Linked DNA regions of Mus musculus: region 2 is linked to region 1. Evidence: chromatin contacts called from public promoter capture Hi-C data. All regions are on one chromosome and are shown on one strand. The core of a region is the stretch at or near the end of the contact, and the rest is flanking DNA. Distances in the headings are between cores, read along the strand shown. Region 1 holds the start of Pcmtd1 (protein-L-isoaspartate (D-aspartate) O-methyltransferase domain containing 1). Region 2 holds the start of Terf1 (telomeric repeat binding factor 1).

What was found. Promoter capture Hi-C pulls out the DNA fragments that hold promoters and counts their contacts.
Region 2: a contact with region 1 is called in a promoter capture Hi-C map of frontonasal cranial neural crest. The contact joins the promoter of Terf1 here to the promoter of Pcmtd1 in region 1. A contact is called at or near these places in 1 of 39 promoter capture datasets (frontonasal cranial neural crest) and 1 of 484 Hi-C or Micro-C datasets (CD4 T cells).

Annotation. Positions count from the first base shown.
Region 1 is chr1:7,084,903-7,090,291 of GRCm38.p6, reverse strand. It overlaps Pcmtd1 (protein-L-isoaspartate (D-aspartate) O-methyltransferase domain containing 1), which reads right to left and starts at 1,372. Exons shown (of 6, transcript NM_183028.3): 1 at 1,076-1,372.
Region 2 is chr1:15,804,244-15,810,052 of GRCm38.p6, reverse strand. Terf1 (telomeric repeat binding factor 1) reads right to left here and starts at 4,407. Exons shown (of 10, transcript NM_009352.3): 1 at 4,096-4,407; 2 at 2,317-2,412. The coding sequence starts at 4,375.

The sequences.
Region 1 (5,389 bases), core at 123-2,622:
GTGCAGAACCACTTTTCTTCCACTTTCAGACTTCTCCCTAGGGTTCACCTTGCAAAATATTTAATCCGTGGTGGGTTTTTTTTTTTTCTTATTTGAGTACAAAATTTCTAAATGGTGACTTTCTACGAGTTTCATCAAAAGTAGCCTCCTAGAGTTTAAAGAATTAAATGCTGCTATCTAACCATATGGTATTTAAACTTTATGACATAAAGAAAAAGTAAACTTTGTGTAATCTTTAGGCAGTCATTCCCTCTCATGTAAACTCTGAGGTCTAAGCAAAGACTAGCAACCTGTTTCATATGAAAGTATCGCATGTGGCCTTAGATACTGTGAAAGTCAATATATTAAGTTGCAAAATACTGGCACGTAGGCCAGGCACAACAGCTCCTGTTTGATCCTAGCACTCGGGAGGTGGAGGCAGAAGCTAAGAGTTCAAGGTCAGCTTCCACAGCACAGGGGGCTCTATCTCAGCTTGAGCTATAGAACTGCGTCGCAAATCACAAAACATACAATAAGCTTTTAACTGACTCGCTACTGAAAGTGTGAAGCCCATGCTAAACAGTAACATTTAACAATAAAGTATGTTTTTAAAAAAAAGAGTGGAGAGTTCCGTATACTACTGGCCCAAAAATCTATATTCTATATAGGACTTTAATTTTCGTCTATAAACACACTCCTCACTTGCACCGACAAAATCCTGAAAGGCTGGATGCATACATACACTTGGGATCGGGTTACTCTGAGTAGTGGGAGCGTAAATATTGGGGTTGAGGTCCAGGACAGAAAGAGGGCAGGAGTCTTGTGTCTTCATTGTTTGGCAGCTTTTTTTTTTTTTCTTACAGAGCACGCAGTACTTTAGCTCCATTTCTAAGAGCATTCCTCCTCCTCCTTCTGTACCCAAATTCTTCAGATTTGTAAACGCACAGCTGTGGTTTCACGATTTTAAAAGAACACGCATAAAAGCAATAAGCTGTAAAACACCTTGGCTCTGCAAAACAGCTCGCCCTGTCTCTCTCCATCCGTTCTCCCGGCTGGTGTCTAAAATGCCAAAGCAGCGGACGCGGACCGCACTTACCGAAGGCGCAGAAGACGCTCACACAGCGGCAGCGCCCGCTCAGTCCCTGAAGCCCCGTCCCAGCCCCCGCGTCACGAGCCTGCGTAGGCGGGAGCCCTCCAGGCCAAAGCAGCGGCGGACCGGCGGCGGGCGGAGCGCCGCAGAGACAGCCGACTGGCCCGGCACAGCGTCCGCCAGCGCCGACGCGGGAGGGCGGAGCCCGACCCGCAACCCGGGACCCGGGCAGCTGGACTGCCCTAGTCGCCACCGCCTCCTGGGAGCTGCGCGTGCGCGGGGCGCCCTCCGAAGAAAGATGCCAATCAACGGGGCCTGGGAACACCCCCACCCTCAGCTGGGTTGGACTCCGCCCTCTCGCTGAACGCCCTGCCCCTTAACCAAACAACGCGAGGCTTGCCCAAGCGGCTGGCAGCTCCCGCGGATGCCGCGAGAGCTGGGGCTCCTCCTATTCTGTCGCTGTTTTGTTTGTGTGCTGCGTAGCTCGGGAGCGCAGGGTCTGGTGACTCAGTCCGTCCCCAGCTCCGCCTCCGGTCGGCGTTTTGCCGACTGGATCTACGAGGCCACTTCATCTCCAGCCTCTCCGCGGGTCTCTGTATCGGGTGATGGGGAGGATGCCTGCAGACCCGGCGCGCACCCAATGACTGGCGGCGGTGCATGCGTCGCCCCCTGTGCAGGCGCAGCTGACGCCTTCTTGGTCCACGCCGAAGCCCCTGCCTGTGTCGGTGTCGGGAAGGAGTGCTTGTTGAGAAGTGGCGAGGGTCAGAAGCAAGGGGGAGCATCTACATCTGTAGTCCTCCGCAGTAAACATGTCGATTCCTACTTTGGGACTGTATTTTTTGTTTGTTTGTTTGTTTCCAGCACATAAAAAGACACTGCTTTCCCAATGCTGTAATTTGTAACCAAATGCACGTTCCAGATGTGGTGGCACTGGCTTGTAACCCCAGCACTTGGGATGCTCAAAGTCTGCCTGTACTACATACATATATCAAGTCCCTATCAGGAAAACAAAAGGTCTTGAGGCCTAGGTTGCTGTCACCTACAGTAACCTTGTGTAAAGTGTTTAAGAACAGAGTAGTAAAATGAGAGCTTCCAATCACTTGAAAACTGGAACAAAGTTAACTTATGCGATGGTCTGACTTTCAGCTCACCTTTATGTCTCAAGTACGAAGTTAGATTTGGTGGCCTTTTAGCCCTTAGACTGAGGCTGTGGGCCGGATTCCTTAGTCCTATCTTTGTGTCTCTCCTAGAACCAAAGCACCCCTGGACAGGATGGGATCACATAACAGTCTTTGGGGGTTCGGTTTCTGATACTCTAGGCAGAAATTTTAGCAGGTGAAAATATTTTATCGAGTGGATGTAACGGCTCAGGGTGGTAATCCCAAAAGCTCCGCAGGTGACAGCAGAGATCAGTAGTCCAAAGTTATCTGCAGATACTTCATTTGAGGTCAGCCTGGGTTATATGAGACTGTCTCAAAAAAAAAAAAAAAATATATATATATATATATACATCTTACCATAAACATAATAAATCACATGATAAATTAGGAAGGTTTGGGAGTTTTAACAGAATCTCCAGGCTGTCCTCAAATGTGAAATCCTCCGAGCCTCAGCCTTCTGAGAAATCACAGATGAGTTCCACTTCACCTGTTTTAAAATAACAGTGAGACACTAGAAAACATTTTGGTTTTCTTTTTCTTTCATTTCAGTCCCTATGGGAATTTTTTTTGTTTGTTTTGTTTTGGTTTGATTTTTTAAGACAGGGTTTCTCTGTATAGCCCTGGCTGTCTTGGAACTCACTTTGTAGACCAGGCTGGCCTCGAATTCAGAAATCTGCTTGCCTCTGCCTCCCAAGTGCTAGGATTAAAGGCGTGCACCACCACCGCCCGGCTGGGACTTTTTTTATGTAGGCCTTTTTTTCTATTGAATAAGAGCTAAACACAGCTTTATTTTTCTTCTCTTCACCTTCAAGGGCTGAGATTAGAGGTGTGCAAAAATGATGATGTTTAATAAGAGGGATGCTAAGTACTGTGTTTATAAAACAGGACCAGGGGTTTCTCTTCTACAGCAGCTAAACTGGAAAGAATCATGTAATAACTTCTGTGTATACACCTGGTACCTGCCACCTACCCATGTTTCTAATTATGCCCCACGTCTTGCCTTTGCACCTGTCATTTCTTATATATCCTCCCACAACTTCATAATCTGGGAAGGCTGGATACTGAGTACCAAACTGCTTCCAAATTTTAATGCTGTGCTACACCGATGATACTTGTCTTTGTTATATTGGTCAATTTTTAAGTTGTTTCATCATCCAGATTTATGTAAAGATTTTAGACTTTATATAGCCTGCAGGCAATTTGTTCTTGGCATTCTCCATCCACTGTTGGAGTAAGCCTGGTCCTGGGAACACTAGCAACACTTTTATTCTTCATACCAAGTGACTTCTACTTTATTACTAAGCAGAAAATAACACAGTATAGTACAGGCCTGGCACTCTGTTCATAAAACCACGCAGGCAGAATATCACAAATGTTCAGCCTAGTGGTCTTTCATCCCAGCACTAGAGAGATGAAAGTAACAGGACCAGAGTGCAAACAGTCAAGTGGGTCTCTATGAGTCCAAGGAGAGCCTGGGCTATATCAAGTTCCAGGACAGCTAAGATTATAGAAAGAGAACCTGTCTGAAAACAGGAAGGGAGGAAGGAAGGAGAGCACTACTATCTCTCCCAAATGACCTTGGTTCAATTCCCAGCACTCATAAGGCTGCTCACAACCATCTATTATTTCCATCCTAGGGGATATGAAACCATCTTCTGTCTTCCACAGGAACAGAGGGCATTGATGTGCCCACAAAAATTCAGGAAGCCACTCAAGCACATTAACATAAAAAATCTCAAAAAAAGAAAAAAAAAAAAACTCCTTTTAAAAAGTTCAAGGACATTCCTGCCTACATGGTGAATTTAAAGCATGCAGAAGCTGTGTGAGACTCAACCTAAAACACCCCACCCCATTGCACCCAAAACGGGGAAGAGGAACTATTCTGTCATTTAATTCATAAGACATCTGTCATAGTCAGGGTTTCTATTCCTGCACAAACATCATGACCAAGAAGCAGTTGGGGAGGAAAGGGTTTATTCAGCTTACACTTTCATACTGCTGTTCATCACCAAGGATGTCAGGACTGGAACTCAAGCAGGTCAGGAAGCAGGAGCTGATGCAGAGGCCACGGAGGGATGTTCTTTACTGGCATGTCTCTCCTGCTTGCTCAGCCTGCTCTCTCTCTTTTTTTTTTTAAATTTTTTTATTAGGTATTTTCCTCATTTACATTTCCAATGCTATCCCAAAAGGCCGCCATACCCACACCGCCCACTCCCCTACCCACCCACTCTCCCATTTTGGCCCTGGTGTTCCCCTGTACTGGGGCATATAAAGTTTGCAAGTCCAATGGGCCTCTCTTTCCAGTGACAGCCAACAAGGCCATCTTTTGATACATATGCAGCTAGAGACAGGAGCTCTGGGCTACTGGTTAGTTCATATTGTTGTTTCACCTATAGGGTTGCAGTTCCCTTTAGCTCCTTGGGTACTTTCTCTAGCTCCTCCATTGGGGGCCCTGTGATCCATCCAATAGACTGTGAGCATCCACTTATGTGTTTGCTAGGCCCAGGCATAGACTCACAAGAGACAGCTATATCTGGGTCCTTTCAGCAAAATCTTGCTAGTGTATGCAATGGTGTCAGGGATTGGGAGCTGATTATACGATGGATCCATGGATATGGCAATCACTAGATGGTACATCCTTTCATCACAGCTCCAAACTTTGTCTCTGTAACTCCTTCCATGGGTGTTTTGTTCCCATTTCTAAGAATGGGCAAAGTGTCCACACTTTGGTCTTCGTTCTTCTTGAGTTTCATGCTTTTGGCAAATTGTATCTTATATCTTGGGTATCCTAAATTTTTGGGCTAATATCCAATTATCAGTGAGTACATATTGTGAAAGTTTCTTTGTGATTGGGTTACCTCACTCAGGATGATTCCCTCCAGGTCCATCCATTTGCCTAGGAATTTCATAAATTCATTCTATTTAATAGCTGAGTAGTACTCCATTGTGTAAATGTACCACATTTTCTGTATCCATTCCTCTGTTGAGGGGCATCTGGGTTCTTTCCAGCTATTATAAATAAGGCTGCTATGAACATAGTGGAGGATGTGTCCTTCTTACCAGTTGGGATATCTGTATATATGCCCAGGAGAGGTATTTCAGGATCCTCTGGTAGTACTATGTCCAATTTTCTGAGGAACCGCCAGACTGATTTCTAGAG
Region 2 (5,809 bases), core at 3,158-5,657, 8.7 Mb before region 1:
TGAAGAGAGCCTCCTTGGAGGCAAACTGCTAATTTGTACCTGACTCCTTTCCTGTTCTTATTTTGGATGGCGTCTCAAGATCTGGTAAAGCAGGCGGTATTTTCAGGGGAATGGAAAAATAAGAAAAGCTGATGTTTCTTTATCATTAAGTTAGTGGACTGGAAAACTAAAGAAATTCAAAACACTCACTCGCCTTTCCCTACAGGCCATCAACTAAGTTCTGTAGGAGGCATGGACATTCCTAGTCTCAGATCTTACAAAATTAAGAGTCGGGCATGGTGGCACACACCTGTAAACCCCCTGTGCTTCGGGGCTGTGGCAGAAGGACTATCAGATTCTGGGCAGCTTGGGGCACATAAAAGTAAGTCTTTTGAGATGAGAAACCTGTTATAAACATATTTTTCCCTTGAGTCACTGTTGCATTTTATAGCTCTGTGGGGCTGGAGACTGAAGTCAATATGGCACCCACTAGCTTACGTATAAGCACTTAGAAGTCACAATGCAACTAATCCAAACAGATATGCTTTATCATAAACTTACTACAAAAATATCTCAACCTTTTCTATATTACTTGGTATATTTTAAAAATATTGGATTACTGAGTTAGTAAATAAGATATCATTACAATGAATTGTATTTCCTTTTAGTTGTCTTAATTTAACAACTAAAACATTGTAAATTTCAAACATAGACCGAATTTCTAGTGGAAATACTACTATAAACCAATCACAGAAAGATTATATATTCTGAAATTCTATGGGGCTATAGCTGGATGATAGCACATTTACCTGGCAAGTCAAAGCCCAAGATACATAACACTGTAAAACAAACAAAACAACAAACCAAACCCCCCCTAAACTTTAACTACTATCTTTTTCAAGTCAATCACGTGAAAACATTGATTCTTTCTAGCTGATCCTAGGGATTTTCCTAAGATACATATTTAAAACAGAATCTTAGTACATTTAAAGATTAAGCCATGAGTTTAGGATAGATATGTGTGTAACAAGACCCTGTGTTCAATCCCTGTCTCTGCACAAACAAACAAAACAAAACAAATCAACCATAGGGTTACTCATAATCTGTTTTTATCCTTGTTTTGAAGGGAAGATTTCCTGGAAAGAAATTAAGACATAAGGAGTAACTATGTAAAGCATTGCTAGGTAGTTAGAATGTTCCCATTTACAAAACCACCCCATAAACTATAATACTGTAAGTTATGGCTTCAATTTTCTAATGATGTACATACCAGCCTATTATCTTTTTCAGCCAAAGGCCCTAACCTACATAGCCCTGTTGTGCAACAGCTTTTTCTTAATTCCAACATTCTATCCTAGAAGGAAGTGTATAAAGACTCAGGAAATAAACAACTCAGAAGACTCAAGTTATCCAGAAAGCTCCAAGGTTCCAGCTTTGCTGAGTTGCCATTCATGCTGGTGTGAGCTTTTGGTCATGCAGCTGCCTTGGAGTTACCCACGACCCTGTAGATAACTACACCAACTCAGAGTCTGGTGGCAGTAGTGCTTTGGTTTGTCATGGGTTCCCATATTGTGAGGAGAGTGTTAATTTTTCCAGGAATAATGTCAGACAAGCTCCTAATTTCAGTCTCCAAATAAAACAGGCTACATGACCAGGGTATGGTTTAGTATGGTACTAATATTCTGGGAGTTTAAATAACTAAGCAGTTTCATGTCAGTACTGCTCACCAGCAAGAATTGTTGGGAAAGTATTTTGCAAATTATAAAAAACAATGGAATTATTTTTACAAAACGGCCCATTAAATGACCATGTTGTAAACATGAGTCATGATTGATAAAATAAACAAAGTTGCTCATTACAATCTAAAATGAACCATGGAAATAAGGGAGACAGATTACAGCTACAAACCATGTTCTTTTGTATAAGGACCAGCATCAAGTTTAAATAGCTGCCAGTAAACATTGTATATGTAATTGCTGTCATTACTAAGCTATATAAGAAAACTTCACCCCCGAGTGTCCAGCAGTCTATAAAATGTAGTCCTCCCGCTACATCTGAATCACCTGGGAGCTAAATTCATAGTGAGGCAGAATGACCCTACTGTTTTAAGACACTCTTTAAAACATAATCTGAGGCAGGCTAAAGTTTGAGAGTCACTGTTCTAGAAAGATAAAATTATATTTGCTTGCTTTAGATATGCTTATGTGTATGACAGATGCAGGTAAGCAAACTTTCTCAACGCCTAAAACAGGAAAATATGATTATCAGTTTCCCATGTGTTATATTTATAAATAAGTTAAAAGATTTCTAAATATAAAATAAAAAATTTATACTTACCAAGGGCCTTTCCAGATGCAACTCTTGTCAAAAACTGACATATATACACAGTTTTCAATTGGTAAGCTGTAAGTCTGTGTAGTCCATGAATAATAGCTAAAAAAAAAAAAATTTAAAAACCTTTTATTAAAATATTATCACAAACTAGTACACCTACTGTGTAGACACAATACAGTGTTAAATATTAGTTTATAAACAGGAATGGTTATTCTTAGTTCTCGACTACATATAGATTTAACTAAAACCTAAAAATGGCTGGGTACATCTGAGAGTTATTTTTTGCTTACCTGGATCACCTGAAGTGGGAATTCTGCTTCTAATTGGGACTTTGGAGTGGGAGACAAATGTTTAATCCAGATCTTTTGAGGAGGAACAACTCACCTCCAATCTGGGCCTCGCCTTCTGGTGGAAGCCTTTATAGAGGACATGGAAGAGGGACGCTCTCCCTCTCCCCACTTACTCCCACTCTCAGGAGCAAGTCCATTCCTTCACTGACAGTGGAGTCGACTTTGGGATTCTGGCATATACTGGCGATATCAAGCATCATAGACCGAACATTACTGGATTCTTAAAAAGTTGTTACTCAAGAGAACCCTAATATAATACTCAACAAAAACTGATCATAAATTTAGAACTGTAGATTCGAATTAATTTTTTAAAAATCTTTAAAAAGTTGTAATATTACTGTTCTAACAAACCATAACTCAAATGTGAAACAGATACTCAAAATTGTTTTTACCAAGATTCACATCTAAATTATAAAATGTATCAAATCACTACTTTGCAATTTATACCATGAAGTTCTTTGTATTTTAGGAAGTAGTATACATATGTAAAGGTTTCCATTGAACTTGTTCAATTCATAATCAACTTTATAACATTTATTTCTTTTTTGTTTGGTTGGTTGGCTTTTCGGGACAGGGTTTCTCTGTATAGACCTGGCTGTCCTGGAACTCACTTTGTAGACCAGGCTGGCCTGGAACTCAGAAATCCGCCTGCCTCTGCCTCCCAAGTGCTGGGATTAAAGGCGTGTTTGAACAAACACAAAGATACACTTGGCAGTGAATATGTACACTGGTAAGCCAACCATATTCCTGGATGTCTCTCACCAACACACAGGCCAGAAGACAAACTTGGGTCTGAGTTTTCAGGCACTGTCAAACTTTTTAAACATTTAAACAAAAGATTCATTTATTTTTATTTTATGAATATGGGTATTTTACCTGCACGTCTGTCTGTGTAACATGTGTATACAGTGCCCGTTGAGGCCAAAAGACGGAAATTTGATCCCCTGGAGTTTAAAAATCCTTCCTCCCCAGGCCTTTGTTTTTGGCCTTCCACTGGCCTAAAGCTTGCCAAATTGGGTTGGGCCAGGGGTCAGTGAGCCCTAGTCACCGGTCTTCCCAGCGCTGTAAGTATATGTGTATGGCATAGGCTCTGGGGATCAAACGCAGGTTCCCTGGCTTGCAAGATAAGCATTGACAAGCTGTACTACCTCCCTTGGCAGCCGCATCCCGGCCCTTCTTAAATGTTTCTATATTCATCTGTTAGAGTTTGGCTCCAGAAGCAGCGGTAGCAACTGGGCTGGCTCCCTTTAAAACAAACAAACAAACATTCTGTCCAGGGGACGCGGAAGGCGTGGGGGCGGGAGCCAGGACTTCCAGCAAACAGGAAGCGGCCGGTTTCGCGCCGTCTCCCGCCTGGGATCCCGCCCCGGTGTGTGCGGGGCAAGCAGGTCTCGGCCGCGACGCAGCCTCCGGCCCGGGAGCCCGCACTCACCCTCGGCGCTGTCACGAGTACGACGAAAGTCCTCGGAGCGGCCGTCACGGAAGGCTCGGCACAGAGACAGGCAGAGGAAGTCGAGCATCCAGCCCGCAGCCACGGCCTCCACCTCAGCCACAAGCTCCGCGTTCTCCATCTCTCTCGGGGTCCCCAGCTGAAGCTGGCACTGGAGCAGCTCCGCGTCGTCTCCCACCTCCTCCTGCTCTGGAGAATCCGAATCTGTCCAGCCCTCACGGCTCGGCGCGTCCCGGGCCGCTGAGGAGACCGTCTCCGCCATGTTAAACCGAAAGCGCTCGCCGTGCCTCAGCTGGCGCCGTGCGCTGATTTGCTCGCGGTGGGCGTGGAAGTCAGCCAATCGCATCGCTAGGGTGGGCTAGTGGCTGGAGCTTGGCTTCCGATTGGCTGAGAACTGCTAAATTCCTTGTCGATCCGAGCCCAGGCGTTTTGGATAGTGTAGCTTCTGGATGATAGGCTAAGATACATTTTAAAAAATGCAATCTGCGCTGGAAACAGGGTAGTTAAAACCGAGAGGTTTTTGACTGCAGATTTTGACTGCATGGCACTGCGCGTCTATAATCCCAGCAGCACTCAGGAGGTGGAGACAGGAAGATTAGGAATTAGGGCCATCTTCAACTACAAAGTCTAGGCCAGCCTGGAGCACTTGAGCGTTATGGCAGCAGCAGCACCAGAAATTTTAACTTGTCGCCATAAACATGAGCATTTAACCCTGTTACACTGTAATCACACTGTCTTTCTACCCTATGTGTTCATTTTATTGAAATCCGGGGTTATTAAAGCTGAAATTGCTGGGCTCTGATTTTTCACTAAAGTTCTGCCTGGGGTGAGCGGGTAGGATGGTGCTGACCCTGGAATTCGCAAGTCTAGTCAGTTCCCCATGAATGCTGAGACTGTTAGTCCCAGGACCACATTTTGATCACTATTACTGTACAATGTTTGCATTGAATGAAAGTATAACAACGTAAAAACAGAATTCTAGGCCTTTAGGCCCAGGCTTGGGAATGTGGCCTTTGTAAAGGTATGCTAATCATAAAAGAGATAGCGACATTCCTCTACCCACCCGCTTCCTGGGTTCAAAGAGTGCTCATTCAAAGAAAGTCACCCTGGCCATTACCAGAACCTGCAATGCAAATGTGCTATTGTTAGGGGCTCTTAGAAGCTGTCTTGAGAGTTAACAATTACCAGGTATTCCTTGTGACTCTATTAACTTTACACTTCCTTGTGACTCTTAACTGGTATCTTTGGTATCTTCCAACAACGCCCTCCCCACTTCCTTGAGTTTCGGTTTCTTCCTTTAAATACCCCCTTACCCAGCTACTGGGGCGCCACGGTCCTCTACCCCTGCGTGGTGTATGACCATGGGCCCGAGAGCGCTCTTGAATAAAAAATCCTCTTGCAATTTGCAGCAAGACCCGTTTCTTGTGGGTGATTTTGGGGTGTCGCCTCTCCTGAGTCAGAACGTGGGGGAGCCCTCACATTGTGGGTCTTTCATGACCATGAGGGCATATTACCCCCAGGCTCTAGAGATGGTGTTGCAGTAAATATTATTTGGGGGTTCTACCCTGTGGGGAATTGCAGGTTGGTCTCCAGTTGAGCTGAGGTCTTAACCCCGATGGTCATAATGCACCTTCATGACACAGTAGGCGTTCCCTCATGCTCCTGGAACTCTGGCTCCTGCCTAAGTTACCGCCCC